Linked DNA regions of Ovis aries: region 1 is linked to region 2. A link is a contact called in public Hi-C data. All regions are on one chromosome and are shown on one strand. The core of a region is the stretch at or near the end of the contact, and the rest is flanking DNA. Distances in the headings are between cores, read along the strand shown. Region 1 holds the start of CMTM3 (CKLF like MARVEL transmembrane domain containing 3). Region 2 overlaps TK2 (thymidine kinase 2).

Evidence for each region. Hi-C and Micro-C count contacts between places; a contact is called where the count stands out from the background.
Region 1: a Hi-C map of hypothalamus shows a contact between it and region 2, with 3 times the contacts expected there. The contact joins the promoter of CMTM3 here to the enhancer-like site in region 2. A contact is called at or near these places in 7 of 16 Hi-C or Micro-C datasets (blood, hypothalamus, liver and 4 more).

Annotation. Positions count from the first base shown.
Region 1 is chr14:33,919,807-33,926,265 of ARS-UI_Ramb_v3.0, reverse strand. CMTM3 (CKLF like MARVEL transmembrane domain containing 3) reads right to left here and starts at 1,585. Exons shown (of 4, transcript XM_060398374.1): 1 at 1,359-1,585. The coding sequence starts at 1,505.
Region 2 is chr14:33,823,258-33,829,509 of ARS-UI_Ramb_v3.0, reverse strand. TK2 (thymidine kinase 2) reads left to right here. Exons shown (of 9, transcript XM_060398371.1): 8 at 1,102-1,182; 9 at 2,316-4,094. The coding sequence ends at 2,414. Among named protein-coding and RNA genes, the nearest start is that of CKLF, 26 kb to the left of the region's middle. Within about 2 kb of position 4,494, at least 5 of the 54 cell types and tissues checked have an H3K27ac peak or open chromatin away from gene starts, as enhancers often do.

The DNA.
Region 1 (6,459 bases), core at 336-2,835, 100 kb before region 2:
AAGGGCCTCCTCTACGCTCTGGCCACCCCTCTTCCACCCATGAGGAGGGCCTGAGTCGGGTGTGTTTGGGGTCCCCTCAGTGGGCCTTGGACTCAAGGCTTCTCTCCACAAATGTGGCTCCTATCAGTCTGCAAAGTGGCCAACCAGGAGGCGACTCCCAGCAGTGTGAGCTGAGTCCGGGATCCGGGTGCCTCATGTGGGGAGTTGGACAGGTGCTGGCTTTGTGACCTCTGAGCTGACCCCAGAGGCAGGAGGAGGCGGTAGGACCGACGCCTGCCATCTGCCCCCTGGGAGCCCAAAAGAGAGGTGGGGACAGAGTCCTTCCTTTGATCCCTGCTGTTCTCAACCATGCTGTCACCTGACCTGCCACTCATCCGGGTCAAATCCCCTAGATGCTGGGGCCTCAGCTTTCCCGTCTGCAAAGTGGGAATAATGACAGGGGTTATCAAATTGCTGGAGATCCAAGTAACAAGTGCTTCTGCCTCATCCCGCCTCCCCGCTAGGCGTCTTCCTTCCCTTCCCACCCCTCCACGGAGGCCAGCTCCAACCCCCAACCCCACAGGCCGACAGTGCGAGGGATTTTCAGAGTGTCCCGAAGACAAAGGGCTGACGGGCGTGGGTGGGGGGTGCGGGAAGAAGGAAGGAGCTCAGTGAGGGTGGGACGGCTGGCGCTGGATCCCAGCGAGGGCGGGGAAGAGGGGGATGAAGTCATCCCCCCCGGCCGCCCCTCCGCAGTCTGGGTGGGGGTAGGCTCCTGCGCGCCCCCCAACCTTGTGGCCAGGGCCTCACCCAATCCCGGGGGGTCGCCCCTCCCGGCTGTCGGGACTCCACTCTGGCTTCCGCCCAGCAGCTCGAGGCCGGGTCGGTCCTCCTTGCGTCCGAGGAAGCGAGCCCAGGAGCCGTGGGCCCACCCTGGGTCGCGAAGGGCCGATGCCTCCCGGGCCCGGCCGGGGCGTGGCGGGAGGTTTTGCGGAGCGGGGTGCCCGTGAGGGAGGCCTGAAGACGCGGGGACGCAGCCCGTCCCAGGGGCCCAGAGAGGGCGGAGGCGCCGGAGGTCACACAGCGCCGGGCTGGGCTCCCCGGGGTCCGGCCGCCGCGTCGGTGAGCCCCCTCCCCGGGCTCCCCTGAGGCCCCCGCATCGCCCGCGACCAGCGCGCGGCTCAGCTTCAACGAGCCCATCCCAAAGGGGGGAAGTTTGCCCAACTCAGCCCAACTCGGGGGGCTGCGAGCGAGGCCGGCGGGCGGGACGCCGGGCGTGCAGACGGCGGCGCCCCCAGCCCCACGCCCGGGGGCTGCAGGCGGGGGCGGCCGCTGGGGGCCGGGCTCCGCCTGGAGGGGGCCGTGGGCGCCGCACTCACCGTCTCCGCCAGCAGGAGGCGGCCTTTGAGCGAGCAGAGGAAGGCGCGCGCCGGCAGGAGGGCACGGAGCCCGGGAAGGGCCGCGCTGGGCTGGGACCGGCCGGCGGGCTCGGGGTCCGGGTCGGGCTCCGGGTCTGGGGGCCACATGGCGGCGGCGGCGGCCGATGCTGAGGCTCGGCCTCGCTCCCTCTCACTCTGCGCCCGGGAGGGAAGCGGAAACCCCGACTGTGCGGAAGGAGAGCGGGGCTAGGCTCGCAGGGCGCGGGGGCGCATCCCTGCCGCTCCGCCCCCTCTCCCGCCCCGCCCCACCCCTCCTCCCTTGCTGGGCTCTTCTCGCCTCCTCGCCTGCAGCCTTCCTCCCTGACTCCTGCCCCCTCCTCTCCTCTCTCCCCTCTTCCGCCCGCCTTCCTCCTCCTCCGCCCCTCCTACCCCTCGAACCTCGGCTGCCCGCACTCCTGCAGCCCGCGCTGGCCCGGGGCTTCCTCAGACCCCCGCCTTCTCCCCTCACCCCTGTCCTGGCGGCCGGAGACCTTCTTATTGCCGCCACCCAACACTCCGTCGGAGCTCTCAAACCACCCCTCCTTGCCCAGAAGACTGTCGGCTTTCGCTGTCTCCCGTCTAACTTCCTGCCCATGCGTGCTGGGGACCCAGGAACTTAGGCCTTCAAAGAGCGAGAAAACTCTGTCTTCCTGCGGCTTTGACCCCCACAGTCAGCTCCCTGCCCCACTCCCTGTCTCTCTCCAGTGGCCACCGCACCCCTCTTTGGCCTGCCCAGCCTCCTGGAGTTTCTTCTTTGGCTGCCCCAGCCCTGGATTCGGCAGCGCCCCCCGCCCCCCATGCCACACAGGCATCTTCATCTGGGAGGACTCCCAAACTTAGAGCTCGGAGCCCCAGCCCCTACACAGCACACACACACGTCTCCATGGAGTTCAGTGTGACCAAGATCCCACCCAAGACATTTTTAATACCCCTGAGCCTCTGCAATGGGCAGTGCCAGTTGCCCTTCTACCCCAAGAGCCAGACCACCCCCCCCCCCCCCCCCCACTCCCGTCTTCACCTCCTTAAGCTTTCTTCTATCTATGTCCACGTGTTAACCACCACAGCCTCCACTAGACTTCAGACAACTCCTCTCTCCTTCCTGGACTGTTGTGAGGGTGTCTTTTCTTTTCCTTTTTACTTTTTTGGCATGTGGGATCTTAGTTCCACACCCAGGGATTAAACCCGCACCCCCTGCCCTGGAAAGCAGTCTTAACCGCTGGACCACCAGGGAAGTCCTGTGAGGGTGCCTTAGGGGGCCTCTCTGCTTCCTCTCTTGGCCCACAGAGGGATGCTTAAGTCATCCGTCACAGTTGCTTCCATTCTCCTCACCTGCAAAGACCTTGATAGCTTCCCATCTTGTTTAGGGTCTTGGTATAGAGTAAAAAGAGCCCCTTGCTACCCTTTCCTCTGTCTCTCCCACCTGTAGAGCTGATTATCTCTTCCATGCTGCTTCTTGCAAAGGGATCTTTGTAAATGTTGACCCCTCTGCCTGGAATCAGATAACAAGGAAGAGAAATGTTATCTGATTAACTCCTCTTTATTCTTCTGTGATCATAACCACATTGTCACTGTCTCAAAGGAGACTTCCGGACCTTCCCAGCTAGGTAAGAGTCATTGGGTCATTTATTTATTCATTCCACACCAGTGCTAGAAGCCCAAGAGGCAGGGAAACCCCAGATTTGTTTGAGGGGGCAGGGTGGGTGGGTAAACACTAAAGGTGTCCAGAGAATCCTGAGTACGATGATTCCTAGTAATAAATGAGTGGCTGGTTGGAAGAGCAGCCAAGCAGCCTGTGTGGAAGAAAGGACTGAGCTAAGAGCTAATCACACAAGAGGAGGAGCCAGACTGTAGAAGACCAGGCCTTGGGGTTTAGATTTTACTCCAAATTCTCTGGGAGGTGGTCAGGTGAAGATTAGAATAGAGGATGACCTGGTTCTGATCTGTGTTAATTAAACACTATTCAATACTAACTCAGTAAGAAGAAGACAATCCAGTTTAAAGAATGGGCCAAAGATTTGAACAGACAATTCAACAAAGGTATATGAACATCCAAGAAGCACATGAAAAGATGTTCGATATCATTAGACATCTTAGAATGTGAATTAAAGCCACAATGAGATCACATTGTATTATACTCCTATCAAAATGGTTTTGTAAAAGGGGATGCTGCTATTTAAGTGCTGGTGAGGATGTGAACCAACTGGAACTGTCAGACACAGATAAGGGTGGCAATTGTTATCCCCCCTTTGGAAGACAGCTTGACAGTTTCTTAAAAAGTTAAACAGAGGAATGGATATAGAAGATGTACATATATACAGTGGGATGCTACTCAGCCATAAGAAGAATGAAATAATGCCATTTGTAGCAACATGGATGGACCCACAAATTTTCATACTGAACAAAGTAAGAAAGAGAAAGACAAATATCTTATGATATCACTTATATATGGAGTCTAAACTATGGCAGAAATGAACTTATTTATGAAACACAACAGACTCAGACATAGAGAACAAGCTGGTAGTTGCCAAGGGGGTGGAGGAGAAATGGGTTGGGAGGTTGGGATTAGCAGGTGCAAACTATTATCTAGAGAATAAGCAAACAAGGTCCAACTGTGCAGCACAGAGAACTATATTCAATATCCTTTAATAAATATAATGGAAACCAACATGGAAAATATATACATGTGTGTATAACTGAATCACTTTCCTGTACAGCAGAAAAACATTGTAAATTAACTTTTTTCAATTAAATAAAAAACTTAAAAAAAACAGTGAAACAGAGATCTACCATATGACCCAGCCATTTTACTCCTAGGTATTTACCCAAGAGAAATGAAAGCACACGTCTCTACAAAGGCTTGTAGACGGATGTTTATAGTAGGCCTATTTTTAATAGCTCCCACTGGAAATCACCCATGGTCCATCAGCAGGTAAAGGAATAAACTAACCATGGGATGTTTATGCAATGGCATACTTCTCAGGGATAAAAAGAAATAAATGATTGACACATGCAACAATATGGATGCATTTTGCAAATATTGTGTTGAATTAAGAAAGTCAGACTCGAAGGGATGATACTTTTGAATCCGTTTTGGTGGGATTTTAGTACAGGTGAAATGAACCTATGGTGACAAAAGTCAGATCTGTAGTTACCTGGGGGCATGAGGAAGCTTTCTGGGGTGCTGGAAATGTTCTTTATTTTGATGGGGGTGATGGTTTTACAGGAACTTACATTTGTCAAAACACACCAAACTGTACACTTGAAATGGGCGCATAGGATTTCATGTAATTCATATCTCTCATACTGAAGGGGTTCTGAGGAAAAAGAAAATATAGGGACTGAGTGGAGTGCCTGAGACGGCGCAGGAGAGGGCAAGCAGGGACAGGTGGGTGCCCTTGCGTGAGGTGACCTGTGACCACTGTGCACCCCCTGCAGGCTCTGAGCTCCCCGGGGGGCCTGTCCTCATGGCCCGTCCCATCCCAGAACCCATCACACAGGATGCACTAAGAAACGTCAGCTGTGGAATGAAGTGGGGTGGCCCTTTTCCTTTTATATTCTCTGTGTAAGGAATATTTCCTCATTCCCTTATTTATCTTAACTCATTCTTTGTTATAATTGAATACTATCATGCTTAATTTTGTTGGTTACATAGTTCCATCTTTGGCCATTAGGACCTACCTCCTTGAGGTGGGAGCCTCTATATCTAACATGCCACATCTATTTCCCCCCCTATTTCCTCTTTTTTTTTTTTGGCCATGTTGAGAAGCATGTGGATCTTAGTTCCCCCGCCAGGGATCTAACCTGTGCCCCCTGCAGTGAAAGTGTGAAGTCCTAAGCACTGGACTGTCAGGGAAGTCCCATCCATGATCTTATTTCCTGACGGTATAAGATGCTCTCAGGTTCATTTTATATTCTCCCCATCCCAACCCTAGGATCAGCTGTTCTTCTAAGAAGCTAAAAGTGCTTTTTAGTGAAGAATGGTGTTTAGCAACCGAGATCTCTCGGGACAGTCTTAATTTGCATTTCTCTAGTTATGAGTGGATCAGACTTGAGCTTTTTACATGTGTAAGAGCCACTTGCATTTCCTTTTCTGGGAACCAACTTTTCACATCCTTTGCATATTTTTCTATTAATTACTGGTTTAAAAAATTGATATCTAAGAGTGTATCTATTCAGAAAATTAATCTTGAGTGTTAGTTATGAGTATTTTTCCTGGTTTGTCAATTGTCTTTTACTTGGCTTTTTTGCCACACAGATTTTTTTTTTTCCTTTAGAACCTGCTGTTTTTCTCCCTGAATCTATAAATGTAGTGAATGGCAACAGCAGGCTCCCTAATGCTCACCATCTTTATATCTGTGCCTTTCTTAGTCATGGTGTTTTTGTTCTTTTGATAAGCTGCTGAATTCCCTTTATTAGTACTTTACTTGGGATTTTTGCCTGTTTTTCATAAATAGAATTGACCTCTAATTTTTGTTTCATTTTGTTTTTTTGTGTTATCCTTTATTTTGCTTGATGAAGAGATTTAAAGCCATATTTTTTTTCCTCTGAGAATAACTTCAGAAACATCCCCAAAATATTGCTCTAGCTTTCAATCCATTTCCAGCTAGCTGGTTGTTTCAATTTCCAGTTCTTCTTTAATCCAAGAATAACTTTTGAAAGGTATTTTTAGTTAGATTAATTTTGGACTGTACTTTGTGGTTAGTTTCTAATTTTATTTATTTTATTCAGAGAATAGTTCTATATGCTCTGGTTTTTTGAATTTGTTAGTATTTGTGTCCTAATAGTCAATTTTTATAAATGTTCCATGAGTATTTAAAAAGACTGAATATTGAATACAGACACAGACACAGAGAATGGACTTGTCGACATGACCAGTGGCAGGGAGGGAGGAGAAGGTGGGACGACTTGAGAGAGTAGCATTGATGTGTATATACTACCATGTGTAAAACAGATAGTCATGACCAACCTAGACGGCATATTGAAAAGCAGAGACATTACTTTGCCAACAAAGGTCCGTCTAGTCAAGGCTATGGTTTTTCCAGTGTTCATGTATGGATGTGAG
Region 2 (6,252 bases), core at 3,245-5,744:
AGTATTCTTGAGCTTCTCTTGTGGCTCAGCTGGTAAAGAATCCACCTGCAGTGCGGGAGAACTGGTTCAATCCCTGGGTTGGGAAGATCCCCTGGAGAAGGGAAAGGCTACCCACTCCAGTATGCTGGCCTGGAGAATCCCATGGACATAGACCATGGTGACGCAGAGTCGGACACAACTGAGCGGATTTCACTTTCACTTTCAGTGTGCCACTCAGTCCTGCCAAGGTTGCCTTTGAGGCAGGGCTGGGCCTCTTTTCCTTTGACTCTCACCTTGTCTGCCAGCTGAAGTTGGTCCTGAAGCCTTCGAGGATCCATAGGTTATGAGTTGCCTGTTGGGGTGGGAGCAGCCGAGCGGGGCTCCTGGGCCAGTGAGGGCCGCCGCAGTCCTCTTGGTGGGATGGATGGAGGGAGGGTTCAGAGGCTTCCCAGGCCCCCATGCAGTCATGATGGCCCTGTTGATGGGGAGGTGGCAGAAAACGAGACCAGCTGGGTAGGAAGTGTCTGAAGTGCCAGTGGAGCCGAGTATGCTGAAGGGTGGCCATTTTTTTCTTTTTAAATAACTATTCTGTTTTTTAAAATTGATTAGTGATTTTTGGCTGGCTGGGTCTTTGTGCTGCTGCGAGCAGGCTTTCTCTAACTGCAGTGAGTGGGGGCTGCTCTCGAGCTGTGTGTGGGCTCCTTACAGTGGCTTCTCTTGTTGCGGAACATGGGTTCTGGGGCTCGTGGACTCCAGTAGTTGCAGCACGTGAGCGCAGTAGCTGCGATGCACGGGCTTAGTTGTCCTGCGGCGTGTGGGATCTTCCCCTGACCAGGGATCGAACTGGTGTCTCCCGCATTGCAAGGCAGATTCTTAACCACTAGACCACCAGGGAAGCCCCTGGAGGGACACTTCGGACTTGTGCCGTCGGGGCTGGCCGTCGGGGTGCTTGGCTGCGTTCAGCCTGGCCCACCTGAGTCAGGCTGGCTGTTGCAGGCTCCTTTGTCCAGGGTGGTGCTCCGTGTTCACTGACCTTCCCTCAACCTGCCTGAGCCCCCCAAGGGGAGAGGTTTGCCCCCCTCCCTGCTCCTGACAGCTCTTGTGTTCCCCACCCCCCCACAGGACTACCTGGGTGCTATTCACCACCTGTACGAGGAGTGGCTCATCAAAGGGAGCCTTTTCCCCGTGGCAGCCCCCGTTCTGGTAAGTTCCCCTGAGGGGGCAAAAAAATTCTCCAGAAGGAGGAATGACCCATGGGCATGCCGGCCAGTCTGCAGTCTAGGGAAGCAAGGACCAAGTCCCTCAGAGGTGGAGAATTTGAGAGAAGGAAGCAGGGAGGGTGGAAGGGACCCTATCTCTCAGTTCCCTTTCTGGATTGAGTCTTAGTGAGCTGAACACACCTGGGAGAAGGTGACCTGTCCCACTGTCACTACACCCGTGACACAGTAGCATCTCACTTATCCAGCATCGTCCCTAGAGGAATGTTCCAGGTGGCCAGAGCCCCTGGACCTGGGTTTTGGCCTTAACTGCTTGGGATGGTGGTCTTCCTGATGCACCTGTCCGTCCTCCAGGGGGTGACTGGCCCAGAACCTCATTGCACCTTGTCATGGTGACCCCGGGCATCCAAAGGAACGCCAGTTGCTGTTCTGGTCTGTCACACAGGGATGCCCTTAGGAGGTGCTGAGGTGTGTAGGACTGTTTGCTTCGGACTGCTAATACCTGTGAGCGCCTGTGCTTTCCCCTTACGCACCTTCTCCTGCTGACACTCACCATTTCTAACTGTTCGATGCTTCTGCCCAGTCAGTGTTTCCCTCGCCCTCATTTTCTGATTTGCTCCTGCTCAGAGTTTCTCCAGGCGGGCAGATGGGTCCCGTGAACTGTTCGGAGTGTGTGAGCAGCGTGGGAACCGAGGGAGGGCTGTGTGCCCACTAGTGTGCCTGGCCTTGGGGACATCTGTCTGGGCTGCTCACACACTGTGCTCACGGCTCTTCCAGGCAGTGAGGTTGCTGGAAAGTGAGATCTTACTCTACTGGATTTTTCTAGAGAGTTTATTTTTTCCCCTCTTTATAGAAAAGTAGGTGATAGAAAATGATGAGAAAAAAATTCATTCTCAGATGACTGTCCTGGGTTCTTAAGTGAAAATACGGTTGAGAATGTGGATTGACCTAGAACTGGTTGTAGCTTGGTCCTGACTTGCTTGTTCTCCTGCCTGTGACCTTGGGCTTCTGTGCCTTTCCCTGCCTCATCCTGCCTGCCTCTGTCTGTCTCTCCTTCTGTGAAGGGAGGAGGATGTTGAGGTCAGGTGCAGCCCTGTGACCCCTGTGTTTCATTTCCAGGTGATCGAGGCCGACCACAACATGCAGAAAATGTTAGAACTCTTTGAAAAAAACCGGCACCGAATCCTAACTCTGGAGAATCGGAAGCTTGGTCCATAGGATAGGAAAGATCGTGCCTGAGAAATGCCTGCTGCCGCCAAGTTAGCTATTAGGAGCAGTTTGGAAAACTCCACTCTCAGGAGGGCTTTGTATCTGCCCACAGTTGTCTTCCTTCTGGCCTTCTCTCCTTTCCCAGTGTCTTCATCCTGGGATCCTGGGCCTCGTGGGTAAATGGGACCAATGGGTTTGCCATGCCCTCTGGTGGCACAGCCTTGCATTCCCCTGGTGCGTCTCCTGGTGGTTTCCCACTGCTGGGTCCTTCTAGGCTAGGGAAGGCTAGCCTGACTTGTGCTGGGCTTATGGTCTCTAGCCCTTCAGGCCATCCAGGAGGGCGAGGTAGTGGTCTTCCGTCCCAGGGGAGGAAGTTGAAGCTCAGACAGACTAAGAGGCTCCCCGGGGCCACACAGCCAGTGACAGTGGAGTCAGCACCATTCAGACTCCTGCGACTCCCAGCCCAGCTCTTGCCCCAGGCTGCCTCACCCCAGAGCCCCGCCTTGCCTACTGGGGACCCTCAGACGCGCGAGGGGGGGGCCAGCTGTGTGTGCAGCTGGCGTCATCTCTTTCTCATGCTTTGAGCCGTCCTTGAGGGCAGTTGGCGTTTCTTGACTTTCACAAAATTGTGCCACGTTTGGCTTGAGCCCAGGGTTCATCCCTTCTCTAGCGTGAGGCTGATACGGTACTTACCACCTCGTCAGGACTTCCTGACTTAGGGGAGGCACGCACTGGCTCCTGAATGGTGCTTGGTCTCCTCGGTGACAGAGGTCATGCTTGAGCGGCTGCTGATGACCTGTCAGGGCAGTGGCTTGTGGCCCCCCCGGGCTGGTGTGCCCGGTGTCACGCTGGGGCAAGGGGCTGCCAGCCTGGCTTCTGAGGCTCCCTCCCTCCTTAGTGGCTTGCGTGATGAGCTTCACCTTTGGAGTTTCTCTGAGTTTGTGGCCCAGGGGAGAGACACCAGTGGCCTTAAGTCTTTTTGAAATGTTTTTCCATCCAAGGGGACATCGCGGGCCACAGACTGTGAACCATCTTTATTAGCTCAGACTGTCTTAGCTGTGTTCAGCTGTAACAGTGCATCAAAGGCACAGCTGCCTCCTGAGTCAAGTAGCAGCAAGAGACAGGAAGAACATTCTCTCCGAGGACAATCTGCACGGGAGGGATGGGGCTTGCAAGCAAAGGCTCTTGGAGCACTGGAGCTCCTGAACTTCGGACGTGGGTGGAGAGAGCTTCCAGAGGCCGTGTGCGGACGTGGGGGTGTGGATTGATCATGAACTTGGGGGAACAGGCCTCGGCCTCTCCTGAGTGGTGGTCGGTGTGCCTGAAGGTTGGAAGGCCTCGTCTCGGCCTTCATGTGAGTGAGGCACGTGTGCACGCAACTCGCCGATGTAAGCTGGTGACAGGTGCCCCTGGTGGCCCGGGCTCAGAGGCAGCGCTCGGAGGGCAGCACTCTGCCTCCTGGCCCTTCGTGGAGGGACCGATCCTGGGCCAGTTGCACAGGCGGGGATGTGTCTCAGCCTAGACGCCAGTGATGGACCAGCAGGAACCACGGCCGCTGCTACCAGTCACCTGGACATGCCGGGACCAGCTTTGGGACTTTGCAGATGAATGGTCCAGTTTTCCCCACAGCTCAATTTGAGCATCTGTACTGGGGGGAAATGTGAATAAAAAAACCCCCAAAAGATAGAAGTATGTATCTCCTTCACATAGAAGTGCAGCTGTGGGTGGTCCAGGGCTGGTGTGGTGGCTCAAGACCGTCGGGTCCCAGGCTCTTTCTGTCTTTCTGTTCCCAGATTGACTTCCTGGTTTGAGGCTTTCTTCCTCCAGGGGCCTTACTGTCCAGATGGCTCTGGAGCTCCTGTTCTGTTTAGTGTTGGCATTGGACACACTGCCCTCTCTCCCCCACCATTCACACCTAAATTCAGATGTGGATGGTGACTTTTGCACAACTAAGATAAGCTGGAACGTTCTAAGTGGACTTTGCTGGAGACCTCGGAGGTGGGGGACAGGCAAGCGGGAGGGCTGGGCCACACGGTCTGGTTTCAGTTCCGCGGTGCCTCTGGGCTCCTCCCCTCCCTTCTGCTTTCACATCACCCACCCTCACTGCCTGCTGCTGTGATGTCCTCAGCGCTGGCCAGTGGGATCCCACAGTGGAGCTCTCAGGAGCCCCTTGCCAAACATGGACTCTGGGAAATGATGTCACCCAGCCGGTTTTTCCCATTCCTCCCTCCTTTCCACCAGAACCCCTCACCTCGATGAGAAGTGCCTCCCTGCCTGGGGAGTGCATGGTTGAGACACTTCTGGGATTCCTGCAGACTCCCAGCGTCCCACCTGGGGAAGGCAGGATTGAGGTATTTATTGCTTTAGAGCAGGTAGGAGGTGTTTTCAAAACCTCTCTACCCCTGGATGCTATCTATCAAATCTGCATCACCCTCATTTTCCTGGAGCCGGGTGGGGGAGCTCATGTCAAATGCTTAACATTATCTGTAGAATGAGTAACACTTGTTCCCTTGGCCTCTGCACCCTGAAGAGTTAACAGTTATTAAAATAATTGACAAGCTCTTGGAAATGTCAGGCCTCCATCATTGAGAATCTAATAACAATTATATTGCCCCCAGTGCCTCTGGGCTTTGGCAGTGGATTACTCACTTACCAAAGGCCAGGGTCAATGGAACACAACTTTTTTTTCTTAATAACCTCAACCCTGTGGCCCCCCTGAGGCTGGGGTAAATTCCGTGTTCCTCTGGTTTCCGTAAGGTGGTGAACTTGGCCAAAGCTGTCATTAAACAGAAGCTAGGAGAAAGCCAAGCTTGTGGGATCAGAATGGGTATTAGCACTTAATGCTGTCCTCTTCAATTTCTGCATCTTTTGGCTTTTTCTTCTCCAAGACAGGTTCACGGAACACGTGTCTGGGGACATAGTAATAATAGGTACTCTGGGAAAAGAAGGATTTGTAGTCCAGCAAATTTGAGATCCACCACCTGGGTACTCTCTCTGAGCTACACAAAGTACGTTAGCCTAGGTAAAGTCAGGAAGTCCTGCAATAAAAATGCCTTCTGAAATTTGCTTTAGTCAGGGACTCTCAGACTTATTTGACAGCAGGACCCCTCATTTAGGGGGTTATTAACTTCCAGGTGTGTGAGTGTTCCTTGGAACGCATGTTGGTAAGCGCTGTTTTAGGGTGCCTGCAGCTGCTGATGACTCCCGGTTCTGGGCCCTTTGAGATGCTGTAGCTCCTGGTTCTCTAACTTAAGGCCGTCTGAATCCTCTGATGGACATGTTAGGCATGGTCTGCAGGGCCTGTCCCTAGAGTTTCTAATACAGTGGATCTGGGATGTGCCTGAGAATTTATTTTCTAACGGCTATCTAGGTGATAATGAGGCTGCTGGTCAGGAAGCATGCTTTGAGGGACCACTTCTTGTAGCTTTAGGTTTTCTAGAAGTGGACATCCAGGAATTCCCATGAAAACTTGATGCGTTACTGAATCTTGTGAGTGCTGGTTTATCTTATCTGTCAAATGGGAGCATTGCTCACTTCTGGTGTGAGGATAACTGGCCTGTTGTGTGGAAGGGGCCCAGAGCATGGGCAAGTGCTAAGTTTTAAATAAATCTTACCTTTAGGGATCTAGATGTTGAAACATACTATAAAACGTCTATAATTAAAACAGTGTGGTACCGGTGCATGAATAGACCTGTGGGATAGACTAGGAAGCCCAGAAGTAGATGTAAGTACATGATAAAGGTGGCATCTCAATGATTATCCCACTGTATTAGAAACTCTGGGGGCAGGCCCTGCAGACCATGCCTTAACATGCCCATCAGAGGATTCAGACGGCCTAAAGTTAGAG